Linked DNA regions of Sus scrofa: region 2 is linked to region 1. A link is a contact called in public targeted proximity ligation data. All regions are on one chromosome and are shown on one strand. The core of a region is the stretch at or near the end of the contact, and the rest is flanking DNA. Distances in the headings are between cores, read along the strand shown. Region 1 holds the start of CCND2 (cyclin D2). Region 2 holds the start of PARP11 (poly [ADP-ribose] polymerase 11).

Region 1 (6,368 bases), core at 2,002-4,501:
GGGGAGGGGGGGAGAGGGAGCCGGGGCGGTAAGAGGTGCGGGATCTTTTCCCAACAGTTGGGAGATAGGTGTGCGGATCACTGAAAGTGGGCCTCTGGAGCCCTCTACCAAAGCCAGATACTTCCACATGATCTTCAGGATGAAGCTGCAGGGGGCAAAGGGTCCCCCCCTCAGGTGGGAAAAAGGTTTTGCTGGCAGAAAACCAGAGTCCAGACAGCACCCCTGCGTCTGTTCAGAGGTCAGAGCATCACAGGCGCTGCTGAATCCTCTGACAAAGGGCCCAATGTGACTCTGCTCAAAAGCCAATGAGCTGGTATTTAGTGAACAGCTACTATGTGCAGGTATCTTGAGACTTTAAGATGCTTAAGACCTACCTTGGAACTCCAGGTTTTTCGGAGACACACTACAACACATTCCTACCTGTGTGAGGGGTTGAGTACCCTTTCAGAATTCAGTGATTGAAAATTTGGAATTTAAGTATCATTGCTCTGTTCCATGCCTCCTCACACACACACACACACACACACACACACACACACACACACAACACAACACACAGAAAATGAATTTCACTAACACAACTCTCCCTAAGTGAGGATCTTATTCATGGGTGTAGCCTTGGTACTTAGCATAGAGCCCAGCACACAGTAGGGACACAAGAAGTCCCATACTAAAGGAGAGGGTTCCCAGCAGCGGGAAAATTCCAGGGGTGGGTAACTGGGGGCGGTGGGCAAAGGATGTGTCCTGGTAACAGTGGCTGGAAGCGCATTAGGCTGGGGGTGGGGGGAGAAGGGAGAGCAGAAAGGCAGGGAGGAAGGAGACAGTCATTACCAGCAGCTCCTGAGGCTTGATGGAGTTGTCGGTGTAAATGCACAACTTCTCAGCCGTCAGCGGAATGGTCTCTTTGAGCTTGGACGCCAGGAACATGCACACGGCCCCCAGAAGCTGCAGATGGGTCTTCGGAGTTGGGACTCCGGCCAAGAAGCGGTCCAGGTAATTGATGGCCAGAGGGAAGACCTCTTCTTCACACTTCTGCTCCTCACAGACCTACGACAGGGACGAGTGGGCAAGGGTCGGGGTCGGGGGGCGAAAGCATAGTATGAGGCAAAGGGTAAAAAAGGGGAGCCGCACAATCTCTGGAAACAACAGAAAATCCTGAATTTGCGTGTGGGGAGGGGGAGGGGAGTAGAAAGTGATAAGAACGAAGACAGTAAATTGGGGTAAATCTAAATGGCCCTCCTTGCTGGGGTGCTCCCTGGGGAGCCTGAAAACTCAAAGGAGAGGTGGGTTAAGGACCCACCGGCCAAGGCCGAAAGCGCAGCGGCGCCGGCCCTGCCGCCCCCGTGGGCCGCTCACTACTCCGCTCGCTCTCACTCCACTCGCTCTCTTTTTTGGATTTCGTCATCTTTTCAAAAAATCAATAAAAATATTCTGGAGGCTCCAGGGGTCTCGTTCTTGGCCCCATCCGGACCCCCAGACCCTGCTCTATCATTCCCGACAATTGAAAAAATTGTCGGGGAGGGTCCGCGCGGCCCAGGCGCCGCATTTGGGGGGTGGGTGGGGAGAGGTGGGGAAGCGAGGGGGAGGGCGGAGGGAGCGAGCGCCGCGCAGCCTGGGCGGCCGGGAGTCGGAGCAGGGGAGCCGGGTTCAAAAAATAATTAAAAATCGAGAAAATATCCCAGACAAGCCCTTTCGGCGTGAAAACCCCAGAGAGGACCCAGGCTTCCCGCAGCGGAGATTTCGGGTGCCGGGAAGGTCTGGACTGCGACCCCTGGGGCTTTGGATCCCGAGGGGAAACTTGCAGGGGTGAGCGCGGCGGCGGGAGTGTCCGGCTGCGGCCCACAAGGGCAGAGGCCGGGGACGGTGGGGACCAGCTGGGGGACAGATGAGGACGAGGAGACGCCGGAGAGGCGTTGGGGGCTCCGGCCTCTCCTTGGGGGGGGCCCCCGCTATTCCCCCCCCTGAACACACCTCCTCCCCCCTCCTACCCCACCCAGATCTCCGCACCCAGGAAACTGAAGGCCAAACCGTAAGTAACCTTGGCGGGGGTGGGGGTGGGGGGTCGGTGGCGAGGGCGCTATCAGAAGTGGGGGGTCGGGATAGTGGGGGGCTAGGGGGAGCGGGCGGCGCATTCCAGCCTCTCCACCCCGAGTTTACAAAGCAACATGGCGAAACCATGGCAGGTCCGGAGCCGTGCAGACGTGGGCACACAGTTCGCTGGGCAAGGGTTTGGGGCAAGGGGAAAGAAGTGGTTCTTTTGGGTTCCCCGAAAACACACGTTGCTTCAATGTGACTTCCGGGGCTCCTGAATTCCCCGTTTCTCTTCTCCTCTCTCCGCCCTCCCCCTCCCCCCTTAAGTGCCAACGCGGAGTCGCGACCACATGCGGGGACCTAAGGCTGGGATGAATTTGCCCTGGCCTTTGGGGAGGCTTTTTAACTTTGGGGTGCCGCTCCTACTCCCTTCGTCAAAGCACCGAAAGCAGTCTCGGCTTCGCCAAAGACAGGTCGGGGTGGGGGGGGGGGAAGAGGAGGCAGCCACATGCAGGCACACGCGCGCGGGATGCTCCCCCACCCCCGCCCCGGGACAGCCTCGCTTCTCCCAGATTTTCCTCCTCCCTTCTCTCCCCCTCCCCCCGTGAATCCTGCACCCCGCAAGGAACTGAAAGGAAGCCACGCGTCTCTCAGAGGGCACCGGGTAACCTCTCCCCCAGGAGCGGGGAGGCGGACGCAGAGGCTGCCCTCTGCCAGGTTCAGGGTCCCTGCGTGGGGGTGGGAGTCCAGGTGGGGACAGACATAGCGCCTGGCTGCAGACCTACCTCCAGCATCCAGGTGGCCACCATCCTGCGCATGTAGGGCTGGATATCCTTCTGCACGCACTTGAAGTAGGAGCACTGGGGAAGGTAGCGCTCCTCGATGGTCAGCAAGTTCTGCAACACGCGGTCGTCGTGGAGCAGGTTGGCGTCCGGCACGGCCCTGCGGACCGGGTCCACCTCGCAGCACAGCAGCTCCATGGCCAGCTGGGTGCCCACTCGCTCCCCTGCGATCTCCGGACTGGAAAAGTTGGGGAGTTTTTGAAGGGGGTAGGGGAGAGGGTTCCCCCTTACCTCCTTCCTTTGGCTAAATAAGGGTTTTTCGGGGAAGAGTGAAAGGCTGAGAGAGAAGCTGGGGAAGAAGAGAGGAAAGGGATGGGCGGTGGGAGAGGAGCGCCTCGAGGGCTGCTGACTCTGCCTGCCCTCCCCTTCAAACTTGTCTGCTCTCCCCAGCTCGCTCCGCTCTCTGCTCTCCGGGGCAGTGACGCAAACTGGCTGGGCAGTTACTTTTCCTCCCTCTCGCCTCACCCCCCTCTCCGGTTCCTCCTCCCCTTCCCTCCCCTCCCGGCTCTCCCCTCCTCCTTTCAGTCTCTCCCTCCCTCCTTTTCCCTCTTGTTATTAAGGAGAACAGCAGCTGGCCCGACCAAACTTCAAACGCGGTCCCCCGCCTCCCCCCACCACCCTCCCCTTAGCTCTCCAAGGCCCTCTCTCTCTATCCAGCCTCACAAGCCAGGGGCCCCAGAGAGGGGAACCCCCCCCCCACCAATTCCTTCTTATTCCTTCTAATTGCGAGCATTCTGTAGGTGCATCATGCCAAAATACGACCCTCTGACTCTGGCTTCCTCAAAACTGATCCTAACACTCTTGCCCATGTATTTAAGATCCAAGAATGACGGGTGGATTACTTGAAGATGAGGTGGGCTCAGGCAACTGAGAAATAGATCTCTGATGTAAGAAAGAAGGAGGGCGATTTTAGAAAAGAGCTACTTGGCATACCCAGAGAAAAAGGTTATGTCCCTGAAATTCATGTTCATGATCATTTTGAGGCTGTTTCCAAAACCTGATTAAAGGGACCAGAACTACTTCCCCCACCCCACGGCCCGCAGCTGTGTAGGAAGAGGAAGAGGAGGGAGGGGTGCGTGTCTGGAGGGAGGGGGCGCTTCTGCGACCCTGGAGCAGAAACCATTCCATTCTTGGGGCGCCGCAGGGGCCATTGGGAGACGCGAGGAGGCGCCCCGAACCGCCGCAGGCCGAGGGCAGGGCTACCAGCGGTTCTGCCGCAGCCAGAGGCCACGCAGGAAAAACCCGCTTCCTCGCCCTGTATTTGCTGACAAGCCGCCCGAGGTGTCTGCGCCGAGCGTGGCCACACTGATACAGCTTTCTAGGAACTAGCCAGGGAGGGGGAGGGGGAGGGGAGGGGGCGAGAGAGGGGTAATTTTGGCTCCCCCTCTCTCCCCGAGCGCAAGCGACACCACCCCTTCCTTTCCTCCAAGGCCCAAGAGTTCCACCCTGGGTCCTTCGCCTGCATCCTCACCGACCCTCTGGGTTCACGCCTCACTCGCAGCCAGGGCTTTCTCCCTGGGAGCGGGACTACGGTGGAGACGCGGCCAGCGCGGTCGGCTATGACACGTGCTCCAATGCATCCTTGGGTCAAAGCCACTTTTAGGGGGGACAGGGTGGCGTTTCTTCACCTCCTTCCTCCCGCCACCCCCTACCCTGCCCGCCTGTGCTATTTCACTCGGAGGAAGGGGAGGTAGGGGGAGTCCGGCGCCCCCGGCGTGCTGGCGTAGCTGGCAAGTGCGGCCAGCGCGGCGTGGGTTGGTGCTTTGGGGACACACCGAGGTCAACTCGGTACCTCCTTCGCTCGGAAAGGGGGCCCGAGCCGGGGCGCAGAGGGGGAGGGGGGAAGGGGCGGGCAGGGTGAGCAGAGAACTCGGTTCCCTGAAAGGAGGGGGAGGTGGAATAAAGAGGGCGGGGAGTGCATAAACCAGAGGTGCGAGCGATTAACTCCGGCCCGGGGGCCAGCCCCTTTCCACGAGGGTGGGGCGGAAGGGGTGGGTGGGTGGCTGGAAGGGGGATATCGCTTTAAAAGGGTGAGGAAGAGTTTGGGGCGCCGTCTCCCCTCCCTCTATTTGCATAGCCAATAGCTCTGGGTCTCCTGCTACTGCGCGCTGATTGTTACCGGGCAGATTACTTTTTTTTTTTTTTTTTTTTTTTTTTTTTTTTTAGTAGGACGCGTTCCCCGCTACATCAAAAGGAAGCCAAGGAAGGGAGGGCGGAGGGAGAGCGGGGACTGGGGCAGACGAGGGCTGGGGAGAGGCCCGGGTGCCTGCGACCTTATCAATAGCCGCGGGAATTAGTATCCAATCTACTGTATGTAAAGAAAGGGGAGGGAAGGGGCGGGCGAGGAGAATGTCTAATTGCTGTGGAAGCCATTAGCTTTCGGGAAGAAAAAAAGCTCGCTGAAAAACCCAAGTTGCAAACTCAAAATGAAACAGCCCTGTGCGGCGGATGACACTTGGGCTGAGTACGGTGTGCCTCCGAACAGAGCGGGTCCCTAACAATCACCTATTGATTTCAGTCAACGTGGGCTTCCAGACTCAGGCCTTGAGTTCCTCCGGATAAATACATTAACTTATATTTTAAGACCCCCTAAGGGAATTACTTAAACTTCAGCTCAGTCACCTTTGAGCGATCAAAGAAAGCTGCTGGGGTAGGGCGGCAGTAGGTGCAAAAGAGGTATTTTTAAAGTATAAACCTACCCCAACAGGCAAGGACCGAAGCTGGGAGGGCTCCCAGCCTCTTGACATCACTTGATAACTAACCCAGCAGGGTCTTTTCTCCACCTCCCAGCGGGGAAAGCATCCCCAGCCCTAAGTCCCCAAAAGAGGGGCAGCGGGGGCGGGGAAGAGGCGGGTGGTCGTCCTCAGGGCCTCGGCCCACCCTGGGGAAAAAGCCTGGGTGGCGAGGCCTCAAGTCTCCGGAGCGAGCCGGGGGCCCCCTCGCCCCTTCCCTCCCACCAACCCCAACCCCGTCTGGCTTTACCAAGAAATTCCAGCGGGGAGGGGTGGGGGAGAGGCGGCTGCGAAGGGGAGGGGCGCGCGGGGGGACGCCCCTCTCCCCGCCGCCCTCTCTGACCACCCAGACCCGCAAGTTCGGGCGCTCCCCGCGTGGCAGACTGCCCCTTCAAGTTCCCCATTCACTTCCCCTTCCGATTACCGACTGTTCCCAAACAGCAACCTCGCAGCGAATCCGTCCCCCAGTGGTTTAGGCTCCAACGCTGGGGTGGGGCGTGCGAGGGTGCGGAGGTTGGCAGGAATGTCTCCGGGAGGCTTGGACTGGAAACTGAGTTTTCCCTTTTGGTCGCCACTCCGACCATGTGTTAAAACTTTAATTTTGCTTGTTAAAAAGCGCTCCACCTCGCACGCGGGGAAAAGCACGTTGCCTTCTGGGCAAACCTGCGCATTTTCTTTGAGTGTAGATTTAGGTTTAGAGGGAAGAAACCAAGCTCCAGTGCTCTGGCATTTAACTCGAAACTGGCCACTGTAGCGGGTGGGG
Region 2 (6,092 bases), core at 777-3,276, 330 kb after region 1:
TAGGAAAAATCCACTTTACCTTCAAGGAAGAGCTAAGTCCTAAATTATTTAAATTGCTACTATTCACTTTGCAAAACTTGTTAAAGACAGCTACCAAAACACCCAGTAACAATGGACCATTTCATTAACTGTAAATTTTATTCCTAAATAAAAGATTAACAAATGGAACCCAGCAGTTTATTCAAAGAATAACAAATATGGGACCGAGCAGGCTTTCTTTCAAGAAGATAAGGATGGGTTGAACATTAGAAAATCTATGAGAATAGTTCATTATATTAATGAGTCAGAATACAAAAGGAATATAGTGATAGAGCTTGGGATAGTTTAGGAATTTAACATCCTTTGACAATTAAAAGCTTATAGTAAAATAGAAATAGAAAGAAATCTCTTTAAAGATGATAGTGTGTTTGAAGACTACCTAGCACCGACTAAGAGCAAATTCTTGTCGTACCAAATGCCCATTTTCTTATCCAGTGTTTTTCAAATATTTTCTGAAGTTTTGGCCAATGCAATAGGAAGAGTGAAAAATGCATTACTGTGGGTAATGTGATTGTTAACAGAAATTCAGAGAGGTCAGCTGACAAGCTTTTAAAACTAAGAAGACCTTTTCAGTGTGGTAGGCTACAAGATAAATGCACATAGCATTCCATAGCTTGTATGAATGTTACACACATATGCATTTGAAATAATCCATTGTGATAGATATTTAAGTAGTTTTCAATTTTTTCACCATTCCAAAAAAGTAGCAATAAATATTCTTGTATAGACATTTTCTGTGCAGTTGTCCCATTTGCCTCCTTGACATTAGTTCCTAGAAATGGAAATTTGAAATTTTGTTTCATATTGCCAAACTACACTCAAGAATAGTGTATAAATTTACAATCACTAAATTTATTCTGGTAAATGGATCGAGATAGGGATCTTTACCTTTTTTTTTTCCACTTTACTTTTTGCCAAATGACTAACCAGTTGCTTATTGAATAATCCATCCTTTCCCCACTACTTTGAAATAGATTTATTATACTTTTTTGGCATGAAGGATATCTATATCACAGTAAGTGAAAAAATCAGGCTCTAAAAATGCAGGTATTCTTTGATCAAATAAAATTTTTTTTTTTTAATGTGTGGAGGTATAGAAAAGCTAAGAAGGATCTTAAACTAGCTCTTTTTAATTTCTCATGGGTAGATGGTACTTCTTTGCCTAGGAAATTCTTCCCCTCTTGTAGCTAGCTCTCTTTACTCAGATAAGTTCAATAGGAGGACAGCCAAGACGTTTTAGCTTGAAACTTGGGATGGGGGAACCGGGGGGGGGGGGGGGGGGAGGCAGCCCTCTGTGCTACCTAGGTAAGCATGCTCTCAAAGAACCCTGTACTTGCCATATTACCTATAAACCATCCTGTACCTTTTTGCTTGAATTCTTGTTTTTTTGTTTTGTTTGGGGGGTTATTTTTGGCCACAGAAGCAGCATGTGCAAGTTCCCGGGCCAGGGATGGAACCTGAGCCATAGTCATGACAACGCTGAACCCTTAACTGCTATGTCACCAGGGAACCCTTGCATCCTGTTATCTAAATTACTTCTTATTTTTTTTCCTCTAGACTCTAAGCTCCATGAGGACTGCATACGGGTCACTCTTGTTCATTCCAGAGCCTAGCACAGTATCTGGCAAATAATCTCCACTCATTGAGCTTTTACTGTATGCCAAATACTGTGCTAGCTTTCTCCAATGATTTCACAACACCCTATTATCGTCTCCTGCAGAGCACGAGCAAACAGATCGTGAAGCCTGTCCCACAGGCTACTCATTCCCAGACCTCTCTGCCTCTTACCGCTACACCCACTATACGGTGATCAAGAAATATCGAAGAATTACAGCCTGGGATGCTTGGGAATCACTTGGAGATGGCAGGCGGATTGCAGCCCTGGACTGTGGTTGGACTGAAGCCCTTTAGCTCCGCCCACAACCCCAGACCCTCGCAAGCCCCGCCCACTTCGCTCCAGGCCGGAAGGGAGCGGCAGGGGCGGGGTGAGCTTCCGGGGGCGGGGCGGGACCGGCCCCGGTTAGCAGGCTCTGGCCGGAAGTCGAGAGGTTAGGGGATCCGAAGACGCCGGCTTGTGACAGGGAGAGGGAGACGGAGGCCTGTGTGGAGGTTGCCCCTCCGTCCCTTCGCTCCCGGGGACCCTCAGGAAAAACCCAGCACCCCGGCCCCGTGGCCAGCCCCTTCCCCCAGGCTCTCTCCGCTCGATTTCGCCACCGTTATGTGGGAAGCGAATCCGGTGAGTAGCCGGGCGGGACTGGGCGGGCCGATGGGCGGGGTTGACGGGAGAGGGCGGGAGGGGTTCCCGGGAACTGCCCCCGCTACCCCGACGGCCGCGCCGGCCGGCTGTTGAATTTCCGGGCGAGAAGAACCCGGCCCTGGCGGCTCGGGCAGTGGAGACGGCCCGGTGGGTCCCCAGCGCCGTGCGGCTGCTCTGTCCCAGTGATTGATTTTGACTCGCTGCGGTTTCTCCGCCCTCGTCACTCCACCGTCTTTTTCAACTTTGCCTTTGAACCTGTTTCTCTTCCTTAGCCTCAGGTGTTCCCACCAGCTACCCCCCAAACCCAATCTAAAGCGAGGGAACTAGCCCCTCTGGGCCCTGAGTGGGCCTCAGAGGAACCGCCAGGGCTGGCTCCTTTTCCCTCCTCGGGGGCTAGCCATTGAAAACTGAGGTGGGCCGAGTGTGAGTTCTAAGTCTCTAGATGGTGAGGTTCTTAGATTTTTTTTTTTCCACTGGACAGAACTGATGACCTGGAATGTTTCAACTGCAAGTCTTGTGTCTTCCTCCGGTATTTGCATTGTGCCTGCGCTTGTTTTTGTTTACCTTGCTTTTATACATTCATTTATTTCATATGCAGCCTGCAAAGAGTGGAATTCCTTTGCCAAGAGTATTCCATTAACCTGTTAGAGGTGAAATCGCCTAGTAAGAGGGCAAATGGACGCTATTTACGCCTTTGAATTCAGTGGAAAGATGGCAGAATCACATATCAGCAAATTGTTAGCTTTAACATGTGCCACTACCCCATGTACTGAGAAAACTTCCTAAATTTACTTGAATAACCTTGTTTTCTTATTTGCAGTAACTCATTTGATGTAATCAGCACTTCCCCCCCCCCCATTCCTGGAATATATTTCCAGATAAATTGATTTATCAGTAAATTCTCTTCTGTTTTTAAGTTTTTATCCAGTAGAAACTAGTCTGTTGGTCTGGATTTTTTGGTTACATATGCTGGTTCCATCCCAGGCCACTGTGTAACAGTGGTGGTCACTAAGACTTTTTTTTTTTGGTTCATACATATAATCCTCTAATATAAAGCCACATCAGAGGAAAGGAACTACTGGCGCTTGATTTTGGCAAAAATAATTTCAAATTGTGACAGTGTGCTCTCTGATTATATATTCAGTTTCACTATCAGTTTCATTAGTAAATTTCATTTTGTATTATTATATGTATGTATATGTGTGTATATGTGTTTGTGTGTGTATTCACTTTTTATTGGCAGTGCTTCTCTTTCTGATTTCTCCATAACAAGCCCTTTCATCATCCCAAGGACATGTCTTGCCCAGTGTCACATATCTTAAATACTTCACTAGAGTATAAGCTCCACGTGGGCAGGCATTTTTGTCTGTTTTGTTTACTACAGTGTCCTCAGACTCGGGAACAGAGCCTGGCATGTAGTAGGTGCTCAGTCAATATCCGTTGAATTAACAGAGGTGATTGCATCAGTACTAGAGAGAGGCTTTTGCTCCTGTTATTCAGTCCTCTCCTCCATCACCTTATGTCTGCATTGGCTGTTGGATCACTTGTGTGCTTGTAAGGATGATAAGAGCATTAATGAGTCTCTTGTATATTTGGTTTGTTATAGCAGTTATCTCATTTCTTTGGAGGGAATGCTGAGTTTTCTCTGCCATCCCCCTAATGATTTTGCTTGATTTCCATGGAGCAGGCTGTCTTTCTTTAGGGGTGAACCTTCCACCTACAATCCCACATTCTTCTTTGGCCCTTATTAAGCTCCTCTACTATGTCTTAATGCTATTGTGTCTTCTTTCTTACTGATACTGTTATTCTTCCTGTGAAGGTATGAATGCTGTCAATAAGGACAGTTTCTGTTTTTTTGAAACACAGTCGACATTCTGCACGTGAGCTTCCTCTTGTAATTTGTTAGTTTCTTTTAATAGAAGAGGCATCTGGATAATCTCTTCAGCCGTGCTGGTGGAATGAGAATTAATTTTAATGTTTCCCTAAGCCAAGCACAGTTGGGAAGATTAAAAAAAAAAAAAAAAAAAGCCCACCATGCATCCTAAAGATAAATACAGATGACTCTTGTATTACCCACCAATTGAAATGACTGTTGACCATTGCTTTCCGTTGAGTGATATGATAAATTCCGCTTTGAGGAGGAAGGCCATAGCGAACCTCATTAATGGAAGACTTCTGCCTAAGTTCTTCGTGTGTTTTTTTGGTAGCATCCATAACCTTGAGCTGCCACCTGTAATCTGCAAGTACACCTCCTATTGCACATATGGCTTCTGTTTGGTACTGTGTTCCAGTCACAAGTATTTTGAGGAAATACTCCTCTGACTTTGGCCCTGGTCATGCTCAGAAGCAGCTGCCTGCCCCTTCCATGTGAAAAGTTTCTGTGACATGGCTTGATGTGGAAAGACACCGCTGCACTTGCAGCATTTCCTTAGGGGGAAAGACCCAGAACAAGATAACCAAGGAGCTATAAATAAACTTTATCTCAGGGCACCATTTCGTTTTATTTTTCAAGACAGTCATGAGGTTAGTGCTGACTCTCCCCAAGCCTTTCTCTGGCTAGGCACCTTGAGGTCAGCACAAGGTCCCCGCTGACAGACCAGACTGGCAGAGCAGTGGACACTCAGTTCCAGTGTGAACGCTGATGGTTCTCCACCCACCAGGGGAGGTAGCCCTGGACTAATGTCCCCAGTTTAGGGAGTTGGGGAGATTGGTAGGAAGGAGTTGGAGGGGATGCCATCACAGCCTTGACTCTGTACCCCGACGCTACCCTGCCTTCTTCTGTCTCTGCTGTTGTCTTAGCCCTCCTACTGGAATTAGGTGACGAAGATCGGTGTTACATAGGAGGGAGTTTCCACCTCTTTCTGAGGAGAGAAAAGGAAAAATGACAGACACACCTGTTAAGATAACGAGTCTTCTATGCCAGTGATAGAACCTTGATAGCGGTAAACTCTTCCACAACGTCTTTTCATGGATGATTAGAACAATCTAGTGAGTTAGGTGAGTGAGGAAGCAGGGAGTCTCCCAAGATCCTGTGGGTGGGAGGGCCACAGAGTTACAGCAGCACCTGTGCCCACGCTGCTTCTTCCTGCCACTCGGCCAGAGCAGTGGTCACTTTTGTCTATCAGTGCAGTGCTTTACACGCCGAGCCACCATTTTCTCTGTTATTTTATATTCACAACTCTTTCCAGACTCCCTGGGCACCACGATCCTCTCCTTTCTCTGTCCAGCTTCTTGAGAGAATGGTCTTCTACTTTCTGTCATTCTTACTCGTACCTCAGCTCCCCAGCCCCACCTCCGCCCCAGCTCCTGACTTGCTAGGAGACACCAAGGACTTGCCAGTCCCCACACACAGCAGCCGCCTGTACACCTTCCACCTCTTCTGTCTACAACATCAGCATCCTTAGAGGTGTTTCTCCAGCTCTCTCTTTTGGACCGTACTCCTTCGGGTTTCTTCTCCTTTCTAAGATTTATTCTGGAATCATAATTTTCATTTAGCTGCACTGCCTTCTCCCCCAGAAATGCTCCATCTGAACCTTTTTCTCCTCTCAGCCCATCATTTTTTGGTGAGCCCCCAGCTTCAGCTACCTCTCTAGTGACAATGCCTGCCCGATGTACGTCTTTAGTCCCAACCCCTTTTCTGAGCTGGGTGACGGACACCTGTACTGGCCCTCCCCTCCCATGGTGCAGAGTTTATCTGTCTAAACCCAACTCCATAAGTCCTTGAGTCATTATTTCACTCTGTCGGTCAGCGAATACTGAATAAGCATCTAGTACCTATAAAATACCATTCCACATG

Evidence for each region.
Region 2: a contact with region 1 is called in a targeted proximity ligation map of alveolar macrophages, with 5 times the contacts expected there. A contact is called at or near these places in 3 of 5 promoter capture datasets (fetal liver, fetal skeletal muscle and liver), 18 of 47 Hi-C or Micro-C datasets (alveolar macrophages, blood, brain and 12 more) and 2 of 2 datasets of targeted methods (alveolar macrophages and skeletal muscle).

Annotation. Positions count from the first base shown.
Region 1 is chr5:66,111,324-66,117,691 of Sscrofa11.1, forward strand. It overlaps CCND2 (cyclin D2), which reads right to left and starts at 3,252. Exons shown (of 5, transcript NM_214088.1): 1 at 2,817-3,252; 2 at 832-1,047. The coding sequence starts at 3,011. It overlaps LOC106507534 (a long non-coding RNA gene), which reads left to right and starts at 1,054. Exons shown (of 3, transcript XR_002344133.1): 1 at 1,054-1,806; 2 at 1,998-2,029.
Region 2 is chr5:66,441,457-66,447,548 of Sscrofa11.1, forward strand. PARP11 (poly [ADP-ribose] polymerase 11) reads left to right here and starts at 2,027. Exons shown (of 9, transcript XM_003126559.5): 1 at 2,027-2,275.